Regions from separate parts of the Mus musculus genome. Here region 2 is linked to region 1. The links are chromatin contacts, called in public HiChIP or PLAC-seq maps. All regions are on one chromosome and are shown on one strand. Each heading gives the region's core, a stretch centred on a gene start, on an enhancer-like site or on the middle of the called end of the contact. The rest is flanking DNA. Distances are from core to core; before and after follow the strand shown.

Region 1 (4,756 bases), core at 972-3,471:
CCGAAGGCCTATCCCCTCGCAGATGCCCACCTCACCAAGAAGCTGCTGGGCCTTGTTCAACAGTCATGTAACTACAAGCAGCTTCGGAAAGGAGCCAATGAAGCCACCAAAACCCCCAACAGAGGCATCTCTGAGTTCACTGTGATGGCAGCAGACGCTGAGCCCTTGGGGATCATCCTGCACCTCCCTCTGCTGTGAGAAGACAAGAATGTCCCCTATGTATTTGTGCGCTCCAAGCAGGCTTTAGGACGGGGCGTGTGGCATCTCCAGGCCAGTCATCGCCTGTTCTGTTACCATCAAAGAAGGCTCTCAACTAAAGCAGCAGATCCAGTCCATTCAGCAGTCTATTGAAAGGCTCTTGGTGTAGGCCGTGGCCTCTGCCCTTTCCTGTCTACTGCCACCCTGTTTGTGTATCATATTGTCTGTTAGCATGTACTACTTTCAACCAGTTACTATTATATTGTACTACATCTGCGTTTAAAAAAAAAAAAAAGAAGTCTTCAGTAATAGTTTAATAGAGGCCAAGGCAATTATGCTCATTAGAGAAGCAGTTAATTCGTAAGCCATTTTACACTGTTAGAGGTCATTTCTGGCTAACGTGCACTCAGTTTGGAACTGAAGAGTCTCTTCCTATAACCCTCCCAGGTGGAACTTGGGCCTAGGAACTGAGAGACTTATCGAACACATAATTACTATAGGATTCTTTTATTTGTTTTTGTTTTTGTTTGTTTTTTGTTTTGTTTTGTTTTTTGAGACAGGGTTTCTCTGTGTAGCCCTGGCTGTCCTGGAACTAACTCTGTAGACCAGGCTGGCCTTGAACTCAGAAATCTGCCTGCCTCTGCCTCCCAAGTACTGGGATTAAAGGCATGTGCCACCACTGCCCGGCTACTATAGGATTCTTAGATTTTAAATTTTAGTTATGTTCTGAGGCACTATCTCATCACTGCGTAGCCCAGGCTGGCCTTGAACTCAAAGAGATCTACCTGCCCCTGCCTCTCAAGTGCTAGGATTAAAGTTGTGCACCACTGCTTCTGGCTAAAATGTATTTTAAAATGAAGATAGAGAAGCGTATAGTGCCTTGCACATGTAATTTCAGCATTTAGGAAAAGGAAGTAGGAATGTTGACCGTCATGGTACAGAATTGCTGTCTCAAAAAAAAAAAAAAAGACAAAGGGGCTGGAGCAGTGGCTCAGTGGTCAGGAGCACTTACTGATCTTTCTAAGGACCTGGCTTCAGTTCCCAGCACCTATCACCAGGTGGCTTACAACTTCCTCTAACACACATAGACACAAATACAATCAATCTAAAAATATTTCTTAAAAGCTGGCCAGTGGTGTTGTATGCCTTTAATCCCAGCACTCAGGGCAGAGGCAAGTAGATATCTGTGAGTTCGAGGCCAGCCTAGTCTACAGAGCAAGTTCCAGGACAGTCAGGGTTACACAGAGAAACCCGGTCTTGAAACCGACCCCCCCCCCCTCTCTCTCTCTCTCTCTCTCTCTCTCTCTCAACATAGTAGTGTGTCACGCCTGTAATTGTAGGCATGGTTGGAACCCATCTTAGACTATGAGCCAGATGTGTGTTTGTGTGTGTGTGGCTTTTATCCCCCTTTAAATAAAAATGTTGGGGCTGGTGAGATGGCTCACCAGTTAAGAGCACTGGTTGCTTTTCCTGAAGTCCTGAGTTCAATTCCCAGCAACCAAATGCTCGTGACCATGTATAAGGGAATCTGATGCCCTCTTCTGGCACGCACGTGTACATGCAGCAGAGCACTCAGTAATCTTTTTTTTTTCTTTTTTTTTTCTTTTTAACGGAGAGCAGAAGCTGAGGTGCAAATTCAGATTTTTCTGCTAGGTGTAGGCAATATGAGTCCTCCTGGGTAGACTGGATCCAAACATGAGTACAGAATCCGCAAAGCCATAAGCCTAAAGGAGACCAAAGAGCTGACCTATCCTGTAGGAGCTCCAGGGTCTTTACCCAATCTTGGCCGATTAGGCTGCCTGTTTCTTTCTTTCTTTTTTTTTTTTCTTTCCTTTGGATTGGTAGTTTATCAAATTGTCGTCATATACATGATTCTCTACTTAGGACAGTAAGAAACATGATTCCTCTTTGTTCCCTTCGCATTTGTCAGCGCGATCAAGTCAGGCATATGAGAAGACGACTATGTCCGTCAGGACCCCCGGGCCAGGCGTGGGTATAAATGGCCGAGGCGGGCGGCACACGGGTCTCTTTGTGCACCCGCCCACACGGTTTGCCGTGTTTTCACCCTTCTTTGTTCTCCACCGGTCTGGGCAGGGTCTGAGGACTCCGGAGAGCAAGGCATGGGTCCGCCTCGTGCCGCAGGTATCCTGGGGTCCTGTGGGGAGGGCTCTGCGGTGTGGGGCCGGGTATGATGACCCACATTTACAGACTAGAGTTTCTGATGTCCACGTGACGCCACTCCTTGTAACTGACCCAGGCCGGGGTGGGGGCTGCAGGCCGGGGTCTCTACGACCTGTGCTCATTCAATGATCTCTTCCAGGTTCCTGGCCCACGCCAGCCGTACCCAGTAGCACAATGGTAAGCGCATGCTGGCGAGAGGTAGGCGGTGTGAGGAGGGGCTGGTTTCGGGGAGAGGACAGTAATGATGATTTCTGGTGATTCTGAGTGTCTCGCTGACGCCATCACCGCAGCGCGCTGACCGTCCCCGGGTCCAAAATCGGCAGTGGCGTGGGTTTTGAGTGGCCTAGAGTTCTGAGTAATTTACCTCTGTGTCTTGCTTTCTGGTAGGGATTTGAGGACACACGCCAGCTGCCTACACCTGAAGAAAGGTTAGTCTTAGGTTTCACTGGCATGCTTGTCTCTTGGCTTGACTTTTTGGAAGGGGTGGATTCGAGACAGGGTTTCTCCATGTAGCCCTGATCTCAGATCCGCCTGCCTCTACTCTCTGGAATTAAATGCATACAGCACCACCGACTGGCCCTTGTTTTGTTCTTAATATCCTGCCTGCATTAGCCAGTCTCCAAGCAAGCTACCACCCAGCCATCTTTTTGTTTTTAGATCTTAACTAATCTCCCTAACTCTAAATCTATGGTGGATCCAGGAGCTGCCTTGATTATTTCTTGTGCCTTTAAGTTCTGTATGCTAGTCCACGGCAGTGGGTCTCAGCCTTCCTGAGGGCCTTTAATGCAGTTCCTCGGGCTGTGATGTTCCTAACCATCGGTTTTATTTTCCTTGTATCTTCATAACTAAAGTTTGCTATTGTGATAACACAGGCTGTCCTGTCTGGGACCCCTATGTAAGGGTTCCTTGGTGACACAGGTTGAGAGCCACTGTTTTAGACTATGCTTTTGGGTATTTAGACGGGCTCTCAATTCAGGATGGCCTTAGTCCTGGCTCCAACCACCTTTTTTTTTTTTTTTTTAAGATTTAGATGTTTGTGAGTACACTATTGCTGTCTTCAGACACACCAGAAGAGGGCGTCAGATCCCATTACACATGGTTATGAGCCATCTCTCCGGCCCATGCCACCTTTTTTCGTTAAAGGTTTTAGCAGTTAAATTTCAGTCCCCAGGAGTTTTGGCTTTATATAGCTCTGCAACAGTCCGAAGCCTAACTACACACACTGGCTACCGCATCCTGTGTCTATCGGATTGACATTCCCTGGGTGGTACCCTAGGTTCTGGTCTCCCTCAATTGAGAGTGATGATTTCACAGACTAGAGTCTCTGACGCTGTCCTTGATGTCAGCTATAAATCTGACTCATTTGGGGAACCTCTTGAGATTGAGCCCAGTGTGCCAACACTGGCTCTGGTGAGGAACATACCCTGCTCTCCTGTTTCTCATTGTGCCCATCTTAACTCTCCAGGGTGAGCTCTGAGGACTTCACAGGGGCCCCATCCCCTCACCTAGATGAGGGCTAACCTTGGAATCCAGACAAAGGTGGAAGTGACCTAGATGTGACCTGAATGAGCTAATCATCTAATGAGAGCCAGCCCTTTGTCCTGCCCACATGAAGGTGGGTGGTTAGCTCACTTTTCAGGGTAATAAAGCAGTAAAGGCGGGGTGGAGGGGTTGTTGAAGGCTTTGTATGATGTCACTAGGGCCTGTAAAGTTAGCACAATGAACCCGCTGTGCAGATTGTAAAGCTGACCTTGTTGGAATATCCTGGTTTTAGAAACACATAAATCAGCTTTGTGTTTGCTGTTCCCCTGCTGAAAATGTTCTTCTGAATTTTCAGGGCTTTGCTGCTACGCACTGACAAGTTGGACGGCTTTTTATTGCTTTGTTGCCAGTTATCTGAACATGAGAGGCTGTAAGGTGTAATCTGCGAGCCCTGCGCCCAGACTGAACCAGGGCCTCCCTTGAACATGAGTATTAGACAAATGAAATAAGAACTTATCTTGCCCAGACTATATAATGGCTTGGAAATGCATAGTTTCCTGAACGATCTCAATAAAATACTTTTAAAAGTACTTAAATAGACTTTTTCTGTGTCACTTTGTGGGGAGGTGTGAGAAGATATATGGGAATAAGGTTTTAACCTTACCACACAGGTGTCACCACCTGACTGCCTACATCAAATGCCCAGGAAGGAGCTAGTCATTTCATGTGTCTGGTTCCTGGTCCCTTAACAGCATCTGTTCTGGAAGTACAGATGAAAATTCTATACAGACCTGTAAGGCTGACCATAGTTTTAGCAGATTAGCATCTGAATCGGTCAGATCTACCTGCTAGGAACAAGTCGGCCTCCCCTCCCCTAAGCTCCCACTGCAGAGGG
Region 2 (4,756 bases), core at 663-3,162, 250 kb before region 1:
AAGGAAGGAAAGAAAGAAAGAAAGAAAGAAAGAAAGAAAGAAAGAAAGAAAGAAAGAAAGAGAAGGAAGTTGGGCCAGCAAGATGGCTCAGTGGGCAAAGGTGCTTACTGGCTTTACCTAATGGCCTGAGTTCAGTTCCCAGAACCCATACAGCAGCTTACAACTGTCTATAACTCCTGTTCCAGGAGAGCTGACATCCTCATACAGGCATACAAGCAGGCAAAACACCAATTTACATGAAATAAAAATGAATTATATATTAAGAAAAAAAAGAGCTGTACTCTGACCTCCACATGTGGCCTGTGGCACTTGTATGTACTCACATAAATAGATATGTTTTTAAATGTTCTGCTGTGTGTATAGGATTTTTGCCTGCATGTATGTCTCAGCACCATTTGAGTATAGTGCCTGCAAAGGCCAGAAGAGGATGTCACATCCCCACAAACTGCAAGGACAGATGTAATAAGCCAACATGCAGATGCTGGGAATTAACACTGGTCCTCTGGAAGAACATCTAGTGCTCAGAACCCTAAGCCATTTCTCCAATCCTCAAAACAATATTTTAAAATTTTGTCTTAAGACAGAAATCATCAATGTGACTGCTGGGAATGTGGGGATGGACTCAGGGGCTCACACATGCCTGCAAGCAGCTACCTGAGCTGTGTCCCAGGCCTTCCAATAGAGAAGCACTGCTCAGATGTCCTTTGTTGGGCAGTGGTAGCACACACCTTTAATCCCAGCACTTGGGAGGCAGAGGCAGACGGATTTCTGAGTTTGGGGCCAGCCTGGTCTACAAAGTGAGTTCCAGGACAGCCAGGGCTATACAGAGAAACCCTGTCTCGAAAAACAAACAAACAAACAAACAAAAAACTGCCTTCACCTGTGTAGAATTCTGAAGCTCCCTCTGTACAGAGCATTGGAAGCCTGGGGTGTACATTTGGGGTTACATGATCTTGGGGTTCTAAGAGAATACCCCCAAATCATCTTCCAGACCTGGAACATTCTAGGACAGGGTTCTCAACCTTCCTAACTCCATGACCCTTTAATACAGTTCCTCATGTTGTGGTGACCCCAACCATACAATTATTTTCGTTGCTATTTCATAACTGTAATTTCGCTGCTATTATGAATCATAATGTAAATATTTGTTTTAAATAGAGGTTTGCCAAAGGGACCTTGCCCACAGGTTGAGAACTGCCGCTCCAGAGAGTAAGGGGACACAGTTAAGATTGTTACACACCAGGATGCCCCAGATTTGGGGAGAGGGCACTGTAATGGAACTTCTTGACATGAAACTGGCAGATGAAACTGGCAGAAAAAAAAAAAAAAGCTGGGCAGTGGTGGCACACACCTTTAATCCCAGCACTTGGGAGGCAGAGGCAGGCGGATTTCTGAGTTCTAGGCCAGCCTGGTCTACAGAGTGAGTTTCAGGACAGCCAGGGCTACACAGAGAAACCCTGTCTCGAAAAAAGCAAAAAAAAAAAAAAAAAAAAAAAAAAACTGGCAGATGACCAGAAAATACAGATATATTGGAATAACTGTGACTTGAACCCCCAAAGACAAGAGAGGAAATAGGCCTGAAGGGGCGGCAGGCATGTCAAGCATCCAGAGCCCTGGGTTCGAACCTGAAAAAACAAAGGTGCCGCTAACCACATGTGGCTTCGGAGCCCTCCAGACATGACCATGATCGACAGAGAGGGAAATGTGCAGAGAAGCCTGTGAGCAGTCAAGGGTGCAGAAGTGATATAAACCATCACTCTTCAGGGAACCAGGCTTCCAGTCACAGCCCAGCTGCACCCTCTCCACGAATTGCTCGGCCGTTCACTGGAACTCCTGGGCCTGACCCAGCTCCCTGCTAGTCCCTGCGGCCCACAGTTCCCCGGACCCGACTCCCTTTCCCAGAACGCAGTAGTCTAAGCCCTTAGCCTGCGGTTCTCTCCTAGGCCCCAGCCTTTCCTGCCTTCGACTGAAACAGCAGCATCTTCTAAGCCCTGGGGGCTTCCCCAAGCCCCAGCCCCGACCTAGAACCCGCCCGCTGCCTGCCACACTGCCGCTTCCTCTATAAAGGGACCCGAGCGCCAGCGCCCAGGACCCCGCACAGCAGGTGAGCCTCTCCTACCCTGTCTCCTTGGGCTTACCCTGGTATCAGGCATCCCTCAGGATCCTACCTCCTTTCTTGAGCCACAGCCTTTTCTATACAACCTGCCTGGATCCCCAGCCTTAATGGGTCTGGTCCTCCTGTCGTGGCTTTGATTTTTGGTCTGTTCCTGTGGCGGCCTTATCAGTCTCTCTCTCTCTCTCTCTCTCTCTCTCTCTCTCTCTCTCTCTCTCTCTCTCTCTCTCTCCCTCTCTCTCTCTCTCTCTCTCTCTCTTTCTCTCTCTCTGCCTCTGTTAGCCATTGTCTGATTCTATGGTGGAGCTTTCCTCTTCCCCTCTGTCTCTCCTTATCCCTGCTCACTTCAGGGTTCCCCTGCCTGTCCCCTTTTCTGTCTGTCGCCCTGTCTCTCAGGGTGGCTGTCTCAGCTGGGAGGTAAGGTCTGTCTTCCGCTGTGTGCCCCGCCTCCGCTACACACACACACTCTCTCTCTCTCTCTCAGCAGGTTCTCCACATGACACTGCTCGGCCGTCTCCACCTCTTGAGGGTGCTTGGCACCCCTCCTGTCTTCCTCCTGGGGCTGCTGCTGGCCCTGCCTCTAGGGGCCCAGGTGAGGCAGCAAGAGATTGGGGGTGCTGGGGTGGCCTAGCTAACTCAGAGTCCTAGAGTCCTCTCCACTCTCTTCTGTCCCAGGGACTCTCTGGTGTCCGCTTCTCCGCTGCCAGGACAGCCCATCCACTCCCTCAGAAGCACTTGACCCATGGCATCCTGAAACCTGCTGCTCACCTTGTTGGTAAACTTCTGCCTCCAGAGGAGAGGTCCAGTCCCTGCCTTTTGTCCTACTTGCCCAGGGGCTCAGGCGATCTTCCCATCTCCCCACACCAACTTTTCTTACCCCTAAGGGCAGGCACCCCACTCCCATCTCCCTACCAACCATCCCACTTGTCCAGTGCCTGCTCCCTCAGGGATGGGGACCTCTGATCTTGATAGCCCCCCAATGTCTTGTGCCTCTTCCCAGGGTACCCCAGCAAGCAGAACTCACTGCTCTGGAGAGCAAGCACGGATCGTGCCTTTCTCCGACATGGCTTCTCTTTGAGCAACAACTCCCTCCTGATCCCCACCAGTGGCCTCTACTTTGTCTACTCCCAGGTGGTTTTCTCTGGAGAAAGCTGCTCCCCCAGGGCCATTCCCACTCCCATCTACCTGGCACACGAGGTCCAGCTCTTTTCCTCCCAATACCCCTTCCATGTGCCTCTCCTCAGTGCGCAGAAGTCTGTGTATCCGGGACTTCAAGGACCGTGGGTGCGCTCAATGTACCAGGGGGCTGTGTTCCTGCTCAGTAAGGGAGACCAGCTGTCCACCCACACCGACGGCATCTCCCATCTACACTTCAGCCCCAGCAGTGTATTCTTTGGAGCCTTTGCACTGTAGATTCTAAAGAAACCCAAGAATTGGATTCCAGGCCTCCATCCTGACCGTTGTTTCAAGGGTCACATCCCCACAGTCTCCAGCCTTCCCCACTAAAATAACCTGGAGCTCTCACGGGAGTCTGAGACACTTCAGGGGACTACATCTTCCCCAGGGCCACTCCAGATGCTCAGGGGACGACTCAAGCCTACCTAGAAGTTCCTGCACAGAGCAGGGTTTTTGTGGGTCTAGGTCGGACAGAGACCTGGACATGAAGGAGGGACAGACATGGGAGAGGTGGCTGGGAACAGGGGAAGGTTGACTATTTATGGAGAGAAAAGTTAAGTTATTTATTTATAGAGAATAGAAAGAGGGGAAAAATAGAAAGCCGTCAGATGACAACTAGGTCCCAGACACAAAGGTGTCTCACCTCAGACAGGACCCATCTAAGAGAGAGATGGCGAGAGAATTAGATGTGGGTGACCAAGGGGTTCTAGAAGAAAGCACGAAGCTCTAAAAGCCAGCCACTGCTTGGCTAGACATCCACAGGGACCCCCTGCACCATCTGTGAAACCCAATAAACCTCTTTTCTCTGAGATTCTGTCTGCTTGTGTCTGTCTTGCGTTGGGGGAGAAACTTCCTGGTCTCTTTAAGGAGTGGAGCAGGGGACAGAGGCCTCAGTTGGTCCATGGGATCCGGGCAGAGCAAAGAGACATGAGGAGCAGGCAGCTCCCAGAGACATGGTGGATTCACGGGAGTGAGGCAGCTTAACTGCCGGAGGAGACCCAAAGGATGAGCTAGGGAGATCCATCCAAGGGTGGAGAGAGATGAGGGTTCTGGGGAGAAGTGACTCCACTGGAGGGTGGGAGAGTGTTTAGGAGTGGGAGGGTGGGGGAGGGGAATCCTTGGAAGACCGGGGAGTCATACGGATTGGGAGAAATCCTGGAAGCAGGGCTGTGGGACCTAAATGTCTGAGTTGATGTACCGCAGTCAAGATATGGCAGAGGCTCCGTGGAAAACTCACTTGGGAGCAGGGACCCAAAGCAGCAGCCTGAGCTCATGATCAGAGTGAAAGGAGAAGGCTTGTGAGGTCCGTGAATTCCCAGGGCTGAGTTCATTCCCTCTGGGGCTGCCCCATACTCATCCCATTACCCCCCCCACCAGCCCTCCCAAAGCCCATGCACACTTCCCAACTCTCAAGCTGCTCTGCCTTCAGCCACTTCCTCCAAGAACTCAAACAGGGGGCTTTCCCTC

What was found. HiChIP or PLAC-seq counts read pairs in DNA pulled down with a chosen protein or histone mark.
Region 2: an H3K4me3 HiChIP or PLAC-seq map of the SCID.adh cell line shows a contact between it and region 1, with 10 read pairs. The contact joins the promoter of Lta here to the promoter of 1110038B12Rik in region 1. A contact is called at or near these places in 1 of 39 promoter capture datasets (cranial neural crest), 6 of 115 datasets of contacts at active chromatin or transcription factors (the 230-238 cell line, the SCID.adh cell line, embryonic stem cells and 2 more) and 2 of 9 other capture datasets (liver and pancreatic islet).

What each region holds. Positions count from the first base shown.
Region 1 is chr17:34,949,936-34,954,691 of GRCm38.p6, reverse strand. 1110038B12Rik (RIKEN cDNA 1110038B12 gene) reads left to right here and starts at 2,221. Exons shown (of 4, transcript NR_015536.1): 1 at 2,221-2,340; 2 at 2,519-2,556; 3 at 2,767-2,807; 4 at 4,217-4,457. LOC115488834 (a small nucleolar RNA gene) reads left to right here and starts at 2,617; the gene lies at 2,617-2,679. Snord52 (small nucleolar RNA, C/D box 52) reads left to right here and starts at 3,684; the gene lies at 3,684-3,742. It also overlaps the pseudogene Gm8696.
Region 2 is chr17:35,202,507-35,207,262 of GRCm38.p6, reverse strand. Lta (lymphotoxin A) reads left to right here and starts at 1,912. Exons shown (of 4, transcript NM_010735.2): 1 at 1,912-2,104; 2 at 2,601-2,705; 3 at 2,789-2,888; 4 at 3,114-4,098. The coding sequence starts at 2,610. The coding sequence ends at 3,526. Mir6974 (microRNA 6974) reads left to right here and starts at 2,706; the gene lies at 2,706-2,788.